Regions from separate parts of the Hordeum vulgare genome. Here region 2 is linked to region 1. A link is a contact called in public Hi-C data. All regions are on one chromosome and are shown on one strand. The core of a region is the stretch at or near the end of the contact, and the rest is flanking DNA. Distances in the headings are between cores, read along the strand shown.

Region 1 (3,223 bases), core at 392-2,891:
CCGAAGACCAGCGAGTCCACCGTCTGCCTCAGCGAGAAGTGGACGACCGGGAAGACGAGGACCAGGTGGATGATGTACCCGATCCTCACAATGTAGTTGAGCACCGTGCTGAACTTGATCCCGAGGTCCTTGTCGAAGTTGGTGAGCACGTCGGACTCGGTGTCGTCGCCAAACAGGAGGTACCCCGAGATGGCAGTCAGCGCGTAAACGACGACGCAGAGCACGGTGGAGATCCGGCCGACGTTGTACATGTTGCGGGGTGTCTTCTCCTTGAGCTCATTGTAGATGGGCTGCACGTTGAAATGGCAGATGTAGGCATTGGTCATGATGGGTATCACAACGAGAAGGTCAAGGATCGCCGCCCTCGAGCTAAAATCCGGCCCCATCCTCGGCGCGGCGAGCTTGCCCTCGACGAGCTTCACAACCGCGATCATGCACGAGACCGCCACAAAAACAACGGCGAGCCCGACAGACGCAGCAGACGACAAGCTCAGCGAGTCAATCTTCTCGAGGGCACACAACGGGGATAGAAACACCACGAGAACGAACAGGATGAGCAGCCTCCGGTTGTCCCACTCGCCGTGGCCGATGAGCTGGTCCATGACGCCCATGTGCTTGAGCGACCCGGACATGACGTCGCCGATGATGATGAGGTAGACGACGAGGATCCCGGCGTTGTTGACGATGATGCAGAACTGCGCGACGACGCTGGCCGGGCGGCCGAGCGCCCGGTGCACGAGCTCGCCGTAGGACAGCGCGCGGCAGCGCACCGAGAACCGGACGAGCAGCTCGATGGTGACCTCAGAGAGCACCCCCATGACGAGGATGGAGACGAGCCCCACGGCGACGCCGAGCACCTTCATGGTCGCCGGGAGCGCCATGATGCCCGCCCCGATGATGGAGGTCGCGAGGTTGAACACCGCGCCGGAGACCCCCGAGCCCTCGGGGGGACCCGCCGGGCCGTCGTCGCCGATGAGCGGCAGCTCGTCGTGCTCGGCGGCGGTGGCGTGGGCGTCGTCGTCCTCGACCTCACCCAGGAAGGAGTCCTGCTTGGTGAGCTTGGCGTGTGCCGCGCCATTGGCTGCGGCGCCAGATTTGGGAGGATGCGGCGGCGGGTGGGCGGACTGCAGCTCGATGGCGGTGGCGGTGAGCGGGAGCGCCGAGTAGTTAGAGTTCACCATGCTCCCCGGCGCGCCAATGGCGCTGGCGCCCAAAAGCAAGATCGACGGCGACGAGAGGCCGATCCTGCGGCCGGAAACAGGGGACAGAAAAAAAAATGGAAATCTCCGCCCAATCCGCCGCTCCGGCAAAGCAAGAACCAGGTCACCGCGCGGGAAAGGGGGCAGGATCCCGATCCCCGCCACGCAGGCCGGGAAGGCGTCACGGGAACCAGGCCGGCATTGGCCGCAGCCGCCGGGGCAAATCTCGGTTCTTGGCGAGATTCGGGCGGAGAAACACACAACCGGAGATCCGTATGCTCTGCCGGAGCAGGGACCGACGAGGATCCTGGCGAGGCGGATGTGCCGCCGCCGGCGACGGATGGATGGATGGATGGGTTGGAGGGCGGAGATCTGGTGAGCTTCGTCCCTCCCCTGCTGTTGCCTCGTTGCTTCCCTTTCTTCCGGCCAGGCAGCGCTACCGGTCGATTTACGTTAATTCCTTGCTAAAATCGTAAAGTCGGGTGCACCAACCCCGTGCTACCCGTGCGCGTGCGCCCTCACTGGCGGGTGGGGACGGCCGCTCCGCACTGTAGCACGCGCGTGGGAGGGTAGACCGTAGACGTAGATGCATTTCTCCTGTGGTGCCCGGGGCACGTGGGAGCACATCACCCCCGGTACGGCTGCCTGCCTGTCACCGACGGGTGGGGCCTGCGTTCTGGCCGCCTCCTTCCACCTGGCGTCACGGGCCCACCTGTCAGCCGGTCGATTGCCGCCGATTTGATTTTCCGCGGCGGCTCATTCAAATTTTCTCACAAATGATCGTGGAATGCCGCTTCTTGTGCGAGGACCATGTTTTGATGGAACCTCAAGTGTAATTGCGGGTTTGGAAGGGAGGAATGATCCCCTCACGAAAAAGGATTAGATCAAACGCCTTCCGGGAACACTTGTGCATTTTGCAAAAAAAGTCATCCAAGAGTCTTGAAGTTGCATGCTGGTACAACAACTCCTCAAATGACGTCGGATCTGAGATTCAACGGTCCAGAAGCTCGTATCACCGTAGAGTATGAAGACCGGTATCATTTGAATCTCTTCCGAGAATCCCCACCGGGGGGGGGGGGGTTGAATTTCTCGGTTATATGAAATGGCATTGCTTATTCATATGATTTTTTAAACTTGAAGCGTATTGTATTTATATAGAAGGGAAAGAGAAACTACGTGAAGACTATCCTCATTGCAACAACAAGCGTAGCACATGCTCCAAACCAAGGCCGTCCGGAGACAAGCCAACACACATGTTACAACTGTAACACAAGGTGTCTGCCTTAGACCGGATGACAAAGCTATGTCTCGACCAACACCGGACGCTTCTAAAGACAACACATCACCTTGACTTCTTTAATCAATGCACTATCCAACCGTGATTGCATAAAGAAGGTTGGCGAGTAGGTGACGGGACTTAATCGGTCTCAAGAAAGGCATCATCTTGGATGCGTACATAACAAGCACCAACTGATCGCAACATCCACTCTCTGCCTTCATACACGATGCTCTTAACAGAGGAGTGACATCGAGAACATCGCCATTGTCGATTCAAAACCGAGCCTAGGCTTTCGCCGGAGACAACAGCCAAACACCAATGCAAGAGGGGAGATGCCGACACGCGTCGGCGACGCCTCCAAAGAAAGGAACGACACCCACGGCCACCGGCAGTGTTGTCATTGGCATCACCGCATCAGCGTGCTCCAACGACACCCACACCTTCATATTACATGGTACGGGCAGTCGGGCCTTCATTTCTTTTTTCTGACGCTTTTACGTTCATATTATATGACAGAGCTTCCATGTAGAAGACGTGCTAGTGGACGAGGGTAGCCGAGCCGAAGTAGTCTACACGTACACTACACAGATGATCTTATCATACTCGGTTTCCTCTGACCAAGAAATAAATAAATTGTGCTGATCAGATTCATTGAAAGATTTCTGGTTGACCAAGCGCAGCTGGAAGCTTCCGAGTTCCCTTTCGAAACAAAGTAAAATTAAGAAAATAGGAGTAATAAATAGCG
Region 2 (3,027 bases), core at 374-2,873, 180 kb before region 1:
CACCAAGACAGTCAAGAAAGAAAAGATGCGTGCCTATCAAACAAGAGAAAATTAGGCGTGGGTTAACATGTAAAGCTATATAGCCAACAGCTCACAGCAATGGTTAGGCCATGCTTCAACCTTTGTGTACTCTGCGCAGGAGCGCTCCCAAAATACCCCAAATCCAAGCATGCGCCGTACATCAAAATAGGCACCTCAAATGTCCACGGACACGTCTCGACGTGTTGATAAACAGTAGCAGTGGAGGTAGTCATCCAATGTATGCATCAAGTCCGAATAGAAAGGGTTACTAGGAGACGCGGCGTTTCGCCTCTCGGGTGCATCTGCACGCGTGCCGACGTAAAAAAATTAAAACAAATACTAAACAAATTTAAAAAATTTCAATTTTTTTATGTGGTAGATATTTTAATGCGTGGGGTTTGCTTAAAATTTCAAGTTATTTCAACATCTGAACATCTCTCGACAAAAAAATACAAAATTTGGGTCTGTGAAAAAGGTTGACTGTTTACAATTTTTTGACCCGATTTGTCTTTTTTGCCGAAAACTGCTCGGATGTCCAAATAACTTGAAATTTGAAGCGAACCTCACGCATCAAAATATCTACCACAATTTTTTTTAATTTATTTAGTATTTTTTTTAGATTTTTTTGTGAGAGGGAGCAAATGAGCTCGGGCTTAGAAGAGGATTTCTCGGTTACTAGGCAAATGTCAAGGGAAAAAAAAGGCTGCAGGGACATGTGATTGACGGTGGACCAAGCGAACGGTTTGGATTTTTTCAAAGGTACTCATATTTGGTTCATATTTACGAGAATTCAGACATCTAAACTGACCCACGGATGTTTGATGCATGTCATTGGAGAGCAAAAAGTGCTGGGGAAGTACGGCTCAAATATTTAGGCTGGTTGTAATGGGTAATATACTAGTATCATGCATATGATACTAGTATATGATACCACATCCGTAATGCATAATATCATATGTTAGTATTATAGTGTATTTCATTTATTGTCATGCAAGACACATAGTAGCACATCATTTAATATGATACAATATCATGATATGATACTCAACCCTTTCTTTCTTCATTTAATTCTATACAACCTCATCGAAAATGCCTAGTTGGCATGCATGATACTATCATTACGGACAACTTTATGGACCATTTTGCTGGACCGCAATGAAGATGCCCTAAAGGCTACGCCTCGGTCGTAAACAAAAGCAACATCGAGTCGGAAATATAGAAAATAAATAAACAATAGCAACATCGAGTACTGTCTGGACTCGTATGATTTTTCTTCTTCTTCCTTGCATCTTAAATTTAGACGCATGGTTCAAGAGGTCTCAAGAAAAATAAAAGACCCCATGCGCCGTGGCGTATAACCCGCTCGGGCAAAGCTTTCGCCTCCGCCTACGTTTGAAACGTTGCTCCAACAACCGTGAGCTGAAGGTGCGAATCGATTTTGAAACCAGGCATGTAGTAGAGGTTTCGAAGCTGTATAAGCTGTGATTTGAATCTCGCCGGTTTCGAATTAGTATTCGAAATCGTAGCCCGATTGCTTAGGAAAAGAATAAGGAGAAAACGGAGGTCCCGGCACGCAAAATTCGTCCCCCCTTCTCCGGGTCGGTCTCCCCAGCCAGCCAGCCCCCCTCCTCTCGCGTTCTCCCGCAGCGGCAGAGCGGAGACCAGCCCGCGCGCGTCGCCGGAGGCCGTCACCTCGCCACCAACGCCCAGTCAAACCAGACTCCCCCCCAACCACCGCAGCAGCCCGGGCCGAGCTCCTCTTGCCCCCCCTCCCTCGTCCCCACCAGCCCCGCAATTCCCCCAAAACCCCCGCCCCGATCCCACCCGCCCCCCATGGCGTCGGAGATCGAGGTGCTCGAGGACACCACCGCCGCCGCGGCGGAGGTGCCGTTGGCGGCGGCGGCGGCGGAGGAGGGGGAGGCGCTCAAGGACGACGTGTACACGGCGGCGGCGTACGGCGATCTGGAGAAGCTGCAGCGGCTGGTGGAGGCGGAGGGCCGCCCCGTGGGCGGCACCGACGCCTCCGGGTACTACGCGCTCCAGTGGGCCGTCCTCAACAACCGCGTCGCCGCCGCGCAGTACATCCTCGAGGTTCTTAGCTTTGCTTCCGCACCACACACGCCATGCTTGGAATCGGACATGCGGCCTTTGTAGCAGGATTCTACTCCCCCAGTTCCTAAATATAAAGTCTTTTTAGAGATTCCAATTAGAGACCACCTACCAAGCAAAACGAGTAAATCCACGCTCTAAATTATGTATGTATATACATCCGTATGTATGTATGTAGTCCGTAGTGGAACCTCTCAAAAGACTTGTATTTAGGAACCGAGGGAGTATGAAGCATGTATGAGTTCGGGGGGAGTTTCTTCAGCGGCTCATTTGGTGTCTCGGTTGAGGGGATACTTGAGTGTCCTAGTGCTGTGGCTGGGTAGGTTTGGACAGCCATATATGCTTACAATGAAGTGAGGCAGTATGTTTGAGTTGGTTAACTGTATGGATTTGTGTCTAGCGGATTCGTTCGAGGACATCGGCTTGTTGATTGTCGCATTCACCGCTCGGTTTCCGTTTAATTCCTCCACAGTTCCGAGTATAAGCGAATGAAAGTGTTAGTGTGCTCGAGATAGTCTGCTCATACAATGTAGTGTACTCCATGGCGATCAACACCATGTCTGTTAAGTACTTGAGCGCGTGAATGGGCTTTATACGTGCTACTTGTTCCTGGTAGTTGCAGATGCCTGAATGTGCTTTATTTGGCCGGGTGATGATTTTGTGCTCTTTGGACAGCATGGTGGAGATGTAAATGCTGTGGATCACACTGGGCAGACAGCACTTCACTGGAGTGCCGTACGCGGTCACATACAAGTTGCTGAACTACTTCTGAAGGAAGGAGCTAAGGTGGATGCTGCTGATTTATATGGTTATCAGGTCTGCATACTGACTTCTTCCGTGTCTTTGGCCCTTGTTTTGCCTTTGTGTTTGCGTTTGGGTGTCCAATGTTCATTCACA

The links. A called contact is a pair of places that touch in the nucleus more often than the background predicts.
Region 2: a contact with region 1 is called in a Hi-C map of seedling, with 2.6 times the contacts expected there. The contact joins the promoter of LOC123407485 here to the promoter of LOC123409892 in region 1. A contact is called at or near these places in 2 of 6 Hi-C or Micro-C datasets (leaf and seedling).

The regions. Positions count from the first base shown.
Region 1 is chr7H:615,142,491-615,145,713 of MorexV3_pseudomolecules_assembly, reverse strand. It overlaps LOC123409892 (amino acid transporter AVT6E), which reads right to left and starts at 1,641. Exons shown (of 1, transcript XM_045102765.1): 1 at 1-1,641. The coding sequence starts at 1,181.
Region 2 is chr7H:615,326,631-615,329,657 of MorexV3_pseudomolecules_assembly, reverse strand. LOC123407485 (protein S-acyltransferase 24-like) reads left to right here and starts at 1,623. Exons shown (of 13, transcript XM_045100625.1): 1 at 1,623-2,112; 2 at 2,806-2,946. The coding sequence starts at 1,855.